Regions from separate parts of the Anas platyrhynchos genome. Here region 2 is linked to region 1. The links are chromatin contacts, called in public Hi-C maps. All regions are on one chromosome and are shown on one strand. The core of a region is the stretch at or near the end of the contact, and the rest is flanking DNA. Distances in the headings are between cores, read along the strand shown. Region 1 holds the start of NPC2 (NPC intracellular cholesterol transporter 2). Region 2 holds the start of LIN52 (lin-52 DREAM MuvB core complex component).

Evidence for each region. Hi-C and Micro-C count contacts between places; a contact is called where the count stands out from the background.
Region 2: a contact with region 1 is called in a Hi-C map of skeletal muscle, with 3 times the contacts expected there. The contact joins the promoter of LIN52 here to the promoter of NPC2 in region 1. A contact is called at or near these places in 3 of 8 Hi-C or Micro-C datasets (liver, skeletal muscle and subcutaneous adipose tissue).

Annotation. Positions count from the first base shown.
Region 1 is chr5:24,398,897-24,404,490 of IASCAAS_PekinDuck_T2T, forward strand. NPC2 (NPC intracellular cholesterol transporter 2) reads right to left here and starts at 2,827. Exons shown (of 4, transcript XM_027457745.3): 1 at 2,657-2,827; 2 at 2,446-2,553; 3 at 2,077-2,249; 4 at 652-1,459. The coding sequence starts at 2,735. The coding sequence ends at 1,373. It overlaps LTBP2 (latent transforming growth factor beta binding protein 2), which reads left to right. Exons shown (of 35, transcript XM_072038456.1): 35 at 1-445.
Region 2 is chr5:24,586,155-24,591,678 of IASCAAS_PekinDuck_T2T, forward strand. It overlaps LIN52 (lin-52 DREAM MuvB core complex component), which reads right to left and starts at 1,856. Exons shown (of 6, transcript XM_027459621.3): 1 at 1,717-1,856; 2 at 1,557-1,631; 3 at 1,433-1,470; 4 at 1,020-1,086; 5 at 1-30. The coding sequence starts at 1,735. ALDH6A1 (aldehyde dehydrogenase 6 family member A1) reads left to right here and starts at 1,933. Exons shown (of 12, transcript XM_038179530.2): 1 at 1,933-2,035; 2 at 2,163-2,225; 3 at 3,211-3,285; 4 at 4,627-4,788; 5 at 5,376-5,454. The coding sequence starts at 1,970.

The DNA of each region.
Region 1 (5,594 bases), core at 1,577-4,076:
GCTGCACCCGCCACCGTGCCACGCACCGCGGGGGCTCGCAGGACGCCTTCCCCTGCCACGCAGCCCCAGCTCCTCCCTGCACCCCACAGAGGCTGGGCTCGCCTCCCCAGGGCGAGCATCACTGCTGCACTGAGCTAGCGGCCAGCCTGCCCCGCGCCACGGGTCCTGCCCTGGGGAGGACAGCCCCGGCTCCCCAAAGCTGCTGCCCACCCTCTCCACGTGGCACAGAGGCTGGGGGAACCCCACGGGGGGCTCGCCCCAGGCGCTTCCCCACCCCTGCCCGCACTGGCTGGGGGTGAGTGGGCAGGGGGGTGAGGTTCCAGCTTCGTTTTTCTGTAAAGTTGATGGTGACTTTTTTTTTTTTTTTTTTAACCGAGTCTGCTGGAAACTTCTCTCATGTTGTTAAATAAAACATTTATTTTGGGCCCTGTGGCTCAAGACACTGGGGCTGGGTCAGAATCGTGCTTGTCTTCCCCCTGCCAAGGGATACCAGCGTCCCCTCGCAGAGCCTTGCCAGGCCAAACACTCGCTTATCTGTCCCAGCCCAGCACCAGCTGCGGGAGCCAACTCCAGCCCCCAGGGGCTCCGCTCACACCCACCTCCTTCACACACAAAGGAGCTCGCAGCTCTACCTACAGAAGACAGCACACGTCGTTTTTCTTTAGCCTTTATTAAAAGGAAAGTTATAAAAAGAGGTTCGGGAGCTCCCAGCAGCTCCCGGTTGGTTGACAGTGCAAGCCATTGGTTAGAGAAAGAATCATCCCTGCAGACATTGAATGCCATTTGGCGTTGCATCCACAAAAAGGAAGTTTTCCCAGCCACAGTCCTGCTGGCCCAGGACCGCGCTGCCAGCTCAGGAAAAACCTCCTCTTCGTCCCTCTCCTTCGGCTGTAAGGGTGGAAAACACAGGTCCCAGAAGCATCCCGGTCACAGTGGAGCAGGAAAAGCACAGGAGGGTGAGGGTGGATGTAGCCAGCATTCTACAAGAGGCACTGAAGGATTACCAGGTAGCAGCTCAGACACTAGCCAGGTTCACTGTGGAGAAACTTCTTTGTGAGGACAGACAGCTCCACTGCAAACAACTGAAGTGCCTCCACAGAGAACCCGGAGGACAATGCCCTAACGCTCAGTCTCTCCTGGTGACAGCAGCAGACACTGCTCCCCCTTGAGCTGCTGTGAGAACACACCAGAGGGCTCTTAGAGGAGTGAGGGCTCTCTGCCCACAGCTGAGCTTGCAGGAACACAGTACTAGCTGCTCAGAGGCTGCAGAGCCCTGAAGGAAGCAGTAAGAAATACTTATATAAAAGAATTTGGCCTGTGTTGTCTTCTTTCTGTTTCTCCCCTCCCCAAGCCCTACTAAGAGCAGGGCTCCTCAGCTGGTGATCTGCACTGGTATCTTCCAGCAGAACAACATCTGGTCCTGGTCATCCACCAGCTCCCACTTCACAATCAGTTTAATCTGAAAGAGAGAAGAGGGAAGTGAGAGCATTTAGGAGACAGCAAAACAAGGACAGAGGGCAGTTTCAATCATCTGTTGAGCAAGGAAGTCCCAATAGCTCTGTGGAAAGAGGACAGAGCTGGGGCACTGCCCTGGCCACGTTAAGTAGGCCACACACGGTGACTCCTGCAGTATGTTACACGGAAGGAGGGTTCTGTTGTGTGACACAAGAGCCTTCCACACGCTGCACTGAGAACCTCACTCTCCGAATAAGCAGAGTGGAAACAACCTGCGGCATCCCAACCGAACTGCATCCTGCAGCTGAACACCCCAAATCTGAGAGCAGCAGGCTCTGCGGGGAGGCTACGTATGAAACCAGCACTCAAGAGACAGATATTGAGGCAGCTGAAACCACTTCTGAGCAGCTGGAGCTAGGCCGCTTCCTCCACTGGATCTATCCCAAAACAGGAACTAGAAACAGAAGCTTGCTCATAGCAGAAGTGACACTAGGTGGCCCGAACTCTTCTAACCTGCTCCCTACTACCGGAGGACAAGAAATCACTCCTTAGAGGTGGGTTGTGGGACTGCCCCAGGACAAAGGTAGCTCTGAGGAGCAGACTGGGTTCCTGCTCACTTACACTAGGGTACTCGCTCTTCACGGGGAGCTTATTCAGGTAGCTGTAGGAGTGCCCCTTCTGAATGGGGCACTGGATCCCAGACTTGCACCCGTCGGGCTCAGGGATGGGAAAGGGTATGTCCACGTGCAGCATCTCGCCGTACACCTTTGCTTTGCTGCCCTGGCTCTCGATCTCTGCGGGACACGGAAAAGTGTGAGTGCGGCACCAGAGCAGGGAAACACGTTTCTGTGTTACGGCCTTGTGTGGAGGCCACAGAGAACACGCTGAGCAGTGCTCTTGCTCCTCAGCAGCTTCTCCCCCCCCAGAGCCCCTCTCCAGCCACCCCGGTGACCCCGCAGGGCAGCAGAGAGGCCCCCACCCGGTACTTACTGCTGGAGAAGGTGACGTTGATGCTGTAGGACGTGCCCTTGACGAGCTGGCAGGGCTGCGTGGGGCAGGGGCTCACATTCACCTCCTGGATGCTGCCGTCTTTGGAACCTGCGAGGAGCAGAGGCAGGGTCACGGGCTGGGGCTGCACCCGCTCCCTAGGGGCTGGGGGCCGGGCCCCTCCACCCCCGGGGCTCCCGGGGCCGGGGCTCACCGCAATCCACGAAGCGCAGGGGCTCGGCCAGGGCGGTGGCGAGGAGAGGCAGCAGCAGGGCGAGAGGCGGCGGCACCATGGCGGCAGGACCGGGACCCACAGCGGGACCGGGACCGGGACGGGGCCGGGCAGCGGCGGCCGCGTCACATGAGCGCGGCGGGGCCGGCCCGGCCCGCCCCTGGGCCCGCCCCGGAGCACGGGGGCGGGTTGATAAAAAAAAAGAAGTCTGGGTTTATAGCAGGACGGACAAGGCCTTGTATACGAAAGAAGTAGCGCCTGCCCTGTGCTTTTAGCACGCACCGTGTGTAAACACCACGCTGGTTTTAGCACCAAAGCTCAGATGCTGCAGGGCGAAGCGTTCAGCGCAAGCCTCACACAACTCGCCCGTGTCCCTTTCTGATCCATGACGGCGCCCACCACTTCAAAATACTTCAGCAAGGCTCGCCTCAGCTGTAGGCCGGCCTCGTTCTGCGGCACAGCTTCCCCCCAGGTTACCGCCGTCACGCGGAGCTTGTGGTGAGGCACAGAAACTCTGGGAGAAAAAGAAAGTTAACAGGAAAGTCTTCACAGCAAGGCTGACACTCGAGGTCTTCACTCATGAAGTCCAAGCAACTCCATTACACGGGGAAAAAGTCTAAGGTTCCACTTTATGAGCCAGCTACACCCAACGAACGTAAATCCCTGTAACAGCGCTGCACTTGTAGCCCAGTAAACAGATACACCTGCAGGCACTGTAGCAGCAGCAAACACAGAAGTTGTATTTTCGAGAAAATACACATACAGGGACTAATCATTTTCTACCGCTCCTATAGCCAGAACACGCTCCTTTTGCTGTAGATCATCAAAATTCACACTAAAATGTGTCACAAGCCACTCTTGCATTCAACAGCCATGTCAGAGGTTTTAGCATCATCTGTTTCTGAATCACTGAAACAAGCTCAGTTTTCCACTGAAACAAGTACAAGATGCCTTGAACATACACGTTGCAGAGGAGACGAGAGTAGAATAGCTGTAGAATTCAGCTCACTGGCAGACCTCTTCAATACAGGGTGCTTAAAGAGAGCTAAAGGAGTTCCCCAAACCTAGGGGACGCAGACCTGAATAAGGAGAGGAAAACAAAGTATGATCAAACCTAAGAACAGATTACATCAAGCTATCAGCAACCACAAAACCAACAAAGTCACAGCCTAGGAAGGAATAAAATGTAGGCTGTAACTCTGGATGAGACAAAAACACCCCCTTGCCGCATAGCTGGCAGAAAGAAAAAGTAATTACTGATAATAAAAAGGTGCAAAGAAATAGCTCTTCTCCTTAGTTACACAGACCTCTACCAGCCACTCAGAACGTTTGATCCCAGCACCTGAATCACTCATCAAAGTCATGGATTATTAATTAGACTAAATTAACTCTGACTGAGGCTAGCTCATCTCTCCCTCATTTTCTCAGGCTACAATAATGGTCTGACCAACATCCAGAAATGCCTTGAAGATACATGTCAGATTTCTGACACTCAACGCTGGCAAAACTGAAGGCAGCTAGAAAGAAGCTATATCAAATCCCCCAAAGGTGTTTGCAGGCACAGCATGGGGCCATGAAACACCCGTGATAGTCCAGTACACCCTGCAGAAGAAAAGCCAGTACAGTGTGGGAAGCAGGCACCATCCTCCCCCTTTTCTCCCAAGAGTTCTTGATTCACTCCTCCACAGGTCATCTGCTTTTGGGACAGCACATTGATAATAACTCAGGAAACACCCCCAATGTTTTTAAAAGCATCAAGTGTTCCACTGTGCCTGATCTGAGGATTCATCAACTCTTTGCAGATAACTGGATTGATACCAGCTCCTCTGGGCCCCTGCCTGTGATGCTTTCATGGTTTTATGAGAGCATCATTAACCTCAGACTGAGAAAAAGTAAACAGTCCAAACCAGTCTTTATTTACATGTTCAGGGTGGTATAAATAAGCAAAAGCACGTGGTTACTTGAAAGCACGGGCCCCTCTCAGCCTGGCAGACACATTCACCACTAAACTGTGGGAGTGAGGCTTTTAGGATTTATATACATGAGACTTAACTACATGTTTACTACTGCAGTCACTTTACCACGCACTTGATTTCTATGCATGTGCCAAAGAAAATAATTCTACTTCCAGGAGACTGCAAGTCTCTGCGTGGAACTGCCAACTCCACGCTTAATGGACAATAACTTTGTCAAGCAGATCTCATTTTGGATTTAAGCACTTCCTTTGCCACTGTTGGGCTGCGGGGAGGTCAGGCTGTTCTAGACGTTGCCTTTTTCCGAGCGAGATGTGTGAGAGAGCTAACAGTCACCAAGTCCCGAGGTGCACTGACTTGAAGGGATCCTGCTGGGATGACTGGTTTTCCTCTCATGCCACTGCATGACTCCCCACAAACACCACCAGGGTGGGGGAACGAGATTGCGGGCTGGAATTCCTCCAGCAGAAGCATGTGAGGAAGAACGAGATAAGACTCCTTTAACCACGAGCACATCTCTGAGGAACAGGCCAGACTACTGTCACATGTCAGATGGTTGGGCTTGAGAGAAAAATTAAGTAGGGCTGCTCAGCTTAGGGCTGCCAGGCAAGTTCAGGACTTAGTCAGGTGAGACAAGATGATTTGCAATGTTCTTGGTAGAAGTATTTTAAGAGGAAAAGTATCTTTAACAAAATTCATGTAGCCTCTTATTAAGCCTGAGTTCCTTGCTCTGACTGCGAAGAGTTAATTGAAGAGCCATTAAACACCTACACAAGTTAAAATAAGAGGCAGCAGATATGAGCAGAGGGGGCCTGGGAGATGAGAAGTGCTGGTACTAATGCAGGCTCCGTGCTCCAAGGAGGAGGTGAAACCATGGAGATTGCATCTGGGAACAGTGCCTTCGACACCAAAGCCGAGATGAACGCTCGGATGTGCACAATCCTGCT
Region 2 (5,524 bases), core at 606-3,105, 190 kb after region 1:
TCAGGTTAGCTGTAGTGAGGCTCCCCAACTCTAAAAGGAGAGAAAACCACCTTTTTTAACACTGTCTGTAGACCTCTGGCTTGTTTACAGACCTCTAGTCTGGCAGTTTATACGTTTACTATTTCAGAGCATTCAAATAATACTTCCTACAATTTCAGTTTGAACTGCACAGACTGTGTTCTTTAATCCTTACACCTCATACATGAGAACCAGCAAAAAGTTATAGCCATATAAAAAGCAGTTTGTCCTACTTCCCTCACAGAACAATTCACCTGGAATTCACATGAGAAAGAAGAGCAAGCTCAAGGAAGATTACTACAAATGCCTGTAATACGCAGCAAATCCATATGCTAGCTAGCCTTTCTGCAGCTTTTCATACAGCCTTACAAACAACCATTCCACTGGAGATCTCAGGTACAAGAGTGAAAACACACTCACACAGCATCATTCAACAAGCCACTCAACAAATCTAAGCTACTCACCAAGCTTAATCATTTGGGGTCTACCAAAAAAAAAACAAAAAAACCTTTATGCCTCTTCTCAACAACAGGAGACACCTACTACATAACATAACGTATAATGTTACACAGGTTTAACTATTTCTTACTTGCTTGTTTTGAAAAAAACAGACAGCCTTTGATGTCAGGGTATTTTCCTGGAGATGACAGGAGTAACAAAAAATTCAAGTAATTGACAAGGTAGAGAGACTGCTAATCTAGATCCTTAAACTGGAGATTCTGCAAATACAAAGGCTAGAGATCAGAAGCCACAGGGCTCACTGATAGGAGTTTCTTGCTTTCAGAAGTGAAATAAATTAATGGGATAATGAAAATAAAAATAATAAAAGCACAAGCTGTTAGACATCCAGGACAAAAACTCTGAAAGAAATGTTGAACAGCCCAGAAGGATCCCTACACGTCCGGAAGGGTTCAGAAGCAAGCCCTTTAACCCTTGTTTTTTATAGGCACCGAATTCCCACCTGCTTTGACAGCCCTACTCCCCCCAGCACCCATACTCACCCTTTAACATATCTATATCATCGTTTTCCAGCTCAGCCATCCATTTGGGAGGAGAACTCGTAATGGGCTGGTTTGGAAAAGAAAAGAAGAAGCAGAAAACAGACCGTGCTCAGACCAGGGCATCTTTGGGAACATACAAGGAAGTTTAACCTAGAAGTTAAGGCCAGTTTAACTGACAGGAAAGATGAGGGTTCCAGGAGCTCTGTGGGGATAGTTTAACGCTTAACCTTGTTTTCTACCTTCCCCTGGACGTTTTAGGGGTTAAAGCAGGGCAGTGACACCCACAAACCAATGAGAGGACCCAGAGGAGGCTTCCCTAAGGCTTAAAGCCCTTCCTTCCCCCCCAGGCTGCAGAGGGGAGGCTCGGCCAGGAGGCGGGCAGCAGCAGAGGAGACCCAGAGCGGGTGGCTTACACTTTTGAAGGAGGCGGCGAACTCGGCGACTCCCGGCACTGCAAGACAGAGAGCGGCCGTGAGCGGGGCGGGCAGGGCTCCCCCCACACACACCCCAAACCCTCCACAGCCCCCCAAAACTCACGCTGCTCGGGCCACAGGTCCGGGGAAGCCCGGTCCAGCTTCTCAAAGCTCAGCAGCGAGGCCTCCAGGTCGGCGCCTGCAAGAGACGGCGGTGAGGGGGGAAGCGGTGAAGGGGGGGGAAGCGCTGAGGGGGAGCCCGCGCCCGCCGCCCCCCGCCTCACCGTCCGCGGCAGCCGCCATCTTGCCGCGTCACGTGAGCACAGCCGAGGGGGGGAGTGTGGAGGGGAGGGGGATAAAAATCCCGCCTTCGCCCCCGCAGCCAATCAGCGGCCCGGAGCGGGGGGCGGTGGAGGAGGAGGGGCGGGGAGAGGGCGTGGCCTCAGCCCGGCGGGCCAATGGGAGAGCAGGGGGCGGGGCTAGGGGGCGCCGCGGAGGGGTGGGGGGGTGTGGGGGGGGCAGGGACCCTCGGCCGGCATGGCGGCGGCGGCGGCGGCGGCAGCGCGGGGGGCTTGGGGCGGGCGGCGGCGCTTGGCGCTGGGGGTGAGGCGGCGGGGCCGGGACCGCGGGGGCGGCTCCGGGAGCCTGAGGGGGTTTTGGGTCGGCGGGGAGGGAGCTGGGGAGGGGGTGCGGAGCTCGCCCTGACCGCGCCGTGTCTGTGTGTTGGCAGCTGCCGCGGAGAGCCGGGGCGCCATGGGTCGCCTCAGCCGCCGCCTCCTCCTCGTCCGCTGTGGTGAGTGCCCGGGGGGGTGTGGGGGGGTGGGGGCGTGGGGGGGCTCCTCCCCCTTTCAAATAATCCAAAATTGCGCTGTGAGGAGGCGTCGAGCTCGGGGCCTCGCCTGGCAGCCAGGTGCTGGCGTGCCCGAGCTCCCCTCCGGGGGCTGCGCAGGGTCTGTGCCTTGCTAAGCGCAGCCCTGCCCGTAACCACCTGCAGTGGGATTTGCTTTCCACCCGCTGCCCTGCTCCTACCTCCCTGCTTATCCCTTACCAGCCTCGCGACAGCTCGCACCTCAGTCCCGCTTTGTCAGCTTCTTGCAGCCCTTTCTGTCCTTCTTCTTCCCACTCATCCCCTTTCGCTGCCAGCACCTGTCCAAGCCAGCCCCATTTATCTTCCGAATTCTCCCCCTGATCTCCCTTCATTACACCACGAATGGCATCCCAACCCTCTTATTCCCCCTCCCTTATCCCAAACCTTCCTTTTCCTCTCCCCTGCACGTGAGTTGGGAAGTGGTGTCCTCCCTCCGTGCTGCCTGCCAGGACGATCCGATCGCTGTGAACTCAGCACCCACAGGTTCCTCACCCACAGCTGCAGAACCACAGGGGGGCAGGGAAAGGCCAGCTTAGTGCCTGCAGCTATGAGGTTGAAAGATGAACCCGCTTAGTGGTTTGATGGGAAAGGAACGTAGTACAGTTTGTACCGGGTGGGTGGAATCCTCACAAAGTGAATTATTAACTGTTTTTTTTTCTAAACATTTATGAATTGCGGGTTTTTGATTTTCTTAGTAACATAGTGTTTAAATAGATTGAAACAGCTCTGAACATAAGTAGCAATGTACTTTTTCTGTACCAGATTTTGAAAGAACTTTAGCCATTTTGCTTGAAAGTGGGGGAAAAATGAGGCTTAGTGGTAAATGAAGACCTACATGTAATGAGGCACATTGGCACGTGGGCACCTTGAGACAAAGATCACTCACTGGCCTGCGTTTTGTCCTCCACAGCCAACAACCAAACTGTTCATCGATGGCAAGTTTGTTGAATCCAAAACTACAGAATGGATCGATATCCACAACCCAGTGAGTGAAGCAGCCGCTGCTTATATACTAACGGTCGCTGTGCAGCAAGGGTCTGTGCTTCCATTGAATCGTCTGGCGAAAGGGGAAAGTATATGTCTGTCTTGAGAAAGCTTAGTCGTGGAGCTTAAGATGGATTTAGCACCGTGTAATTGCTTCTCAGTTTCCTCTTCGCATGAAATGTCAGTCTTAGGAAAGTGATGACCTTCTTTATCTCCCCTGTGTAGTAAAAGCCTGATCTCTGAAGAGGAAGCTTAAACCCTGCTTACTGTATTTTGCTCATGGAAAGGCTCTGTGATTAGTATGTCAGAACTTCAGGCGGCTTCCTTTCACCCCGTATGTGTGCAACCTGATACGATTTGATGCCAGCTGCATGTAAAGTCCTGATAGAGATCAATTTCACTCTCGGTCCTAGGTAAAAATCTTGGCAGCTGAAGCTTCTCTCCTTTGAGAAAATTTCCATCTCTGTGCCGTGATATTCACTGTGGATTTAGAGGCTGGATGCTGTGCAGTGCAAAATGAGCTTAGATGAGTAGCACTTGCACTTGCCTGAGTCCTGCACCAAAGGGCCCAGAATTCTGACCCTTGCAGTAAGCATTTGGACAGCAGTTTTTAAAACTTCTCTGTAAAGACCTATTTTGATGTGCTTTGTGGAAGTGTTATGGGCTGCAAGCTGTGTTCCTGAAGCTCATTCGGTCACTCTGGGGCAACCAGTGTTCTTTTTTTCCTAAGTAGCTTCTCTCTTAGTGACCTACCTGATGGTTTTGTTATGTCAAAGCAGACTTAATTTTTAAGTGTGCGTGAGAAGGAGGTCAAACCAACAAAGACAAGCCTTAAAAGCTAAAATACTATAGCACTAAGGTTACTCATAAAGATCTTTTTTTCAGCCTAGTGACCTAGGTAAACTAAGATCAGTGTCAATTGCACAATCACATGCTGCTCTTTGCAAAGCAACCTTGCTTTGTTTAATGCACAAGAGCAAATGAGCCAAGACGATAGAGAAGGAAAAGACTGTAGGCCACAGAAACCTTTCTAAAAGCTGAAAAATATATCAGACAAGTCACTTCAACTCCAACTTGGAAGCCAGCACTGCATTTACAGCTTTCTGCATGTCTATTCTGAGATGTGAGAGGGCAGGTTTTCAGAACTAGGAAATACATAGAATTCCTGTTGTAGCCCAGGCCTTTTGCCTGTTCCAGGGAAGGAATCTTTCTCCTTCCCCATGAGAAGTACATCTCCTTTTAGAATAAGGATATTAAGCATGTGGTGTAAGGTACTGTTGAATGGTTGTCAGGCACAGCTGGAAAAAGTGGAGTTTTGATGCAATTTGTTCTTTTCCACCAGGCCACCAACGAAGTGGTTGCTCGCGTACCGAAAGCTACACCCAGTGAGATGGAGGCGGCTGTGGCTTCTTGCAAAAAGGCTTTTTGGAACTGGTCGGAAACATCTGTTTTGAGTCGCCAGCAAATCTTCCTGCGTTATCAACAGCTCATCAAAGACAATCTGGTGAGACACATCTATGTGTGATGACTGTTGCTGAATGCCTTGTAGCTGACTCAGTGAATGACATTGAGAGACTCGGGCTTTAACTGAATTCTTGATGAGGTCTTGCTACCATAATTGAGCTGACAGAGTCACCCTCATTTAGAGGTGAGGCAAAGCACTTTCCAGGCAGATGTGGGGAACAGAAGCAGTGCTTCTTCAGGAGTATTATTCTGCATTTGTTCCTTTTACCAAAAAAACACAGGAGGAACTTTTAGCCTGGATGGAGAATGTGCCAGTTGACAAAGACAAGTGGGAGAAGGATGTTAAAATGTTTTTGGATTCCACAAATTTTTGTGTCCTTGTTGTGACATGTGAAAGCAATAGAATATAAGTCAACCTACAGTTGTTTTTTGTTCTTGTTGTTTTTAAATATCGCCTGTGCAACTTAATGGCTTATTGTCCACAAAGAGCAAATCAGCCCATGCAGGCTTTCCCAGGGTCTACTCAGACTGTTCAGCTGATGTTCAGCACTCTGTAAACTTAACCCTGCACTCTATGTCATGGCAGGCTCTCCAGTAACACTCATAAACTTTGTTTTCCATTTTCAGAAAGAAATTTCAAAACTCATCACCTTCGAGCAAGGGAAGACCCTGGCTGATGCTGAGGGAGATGTGTTCCGAGGCCTCCGTAAGCTGCTGGCTCCTCCTGTTACAAAAGGGGCTTTCAGATCCCTTAGGAAGGGAGGAGGTCTCCTGAG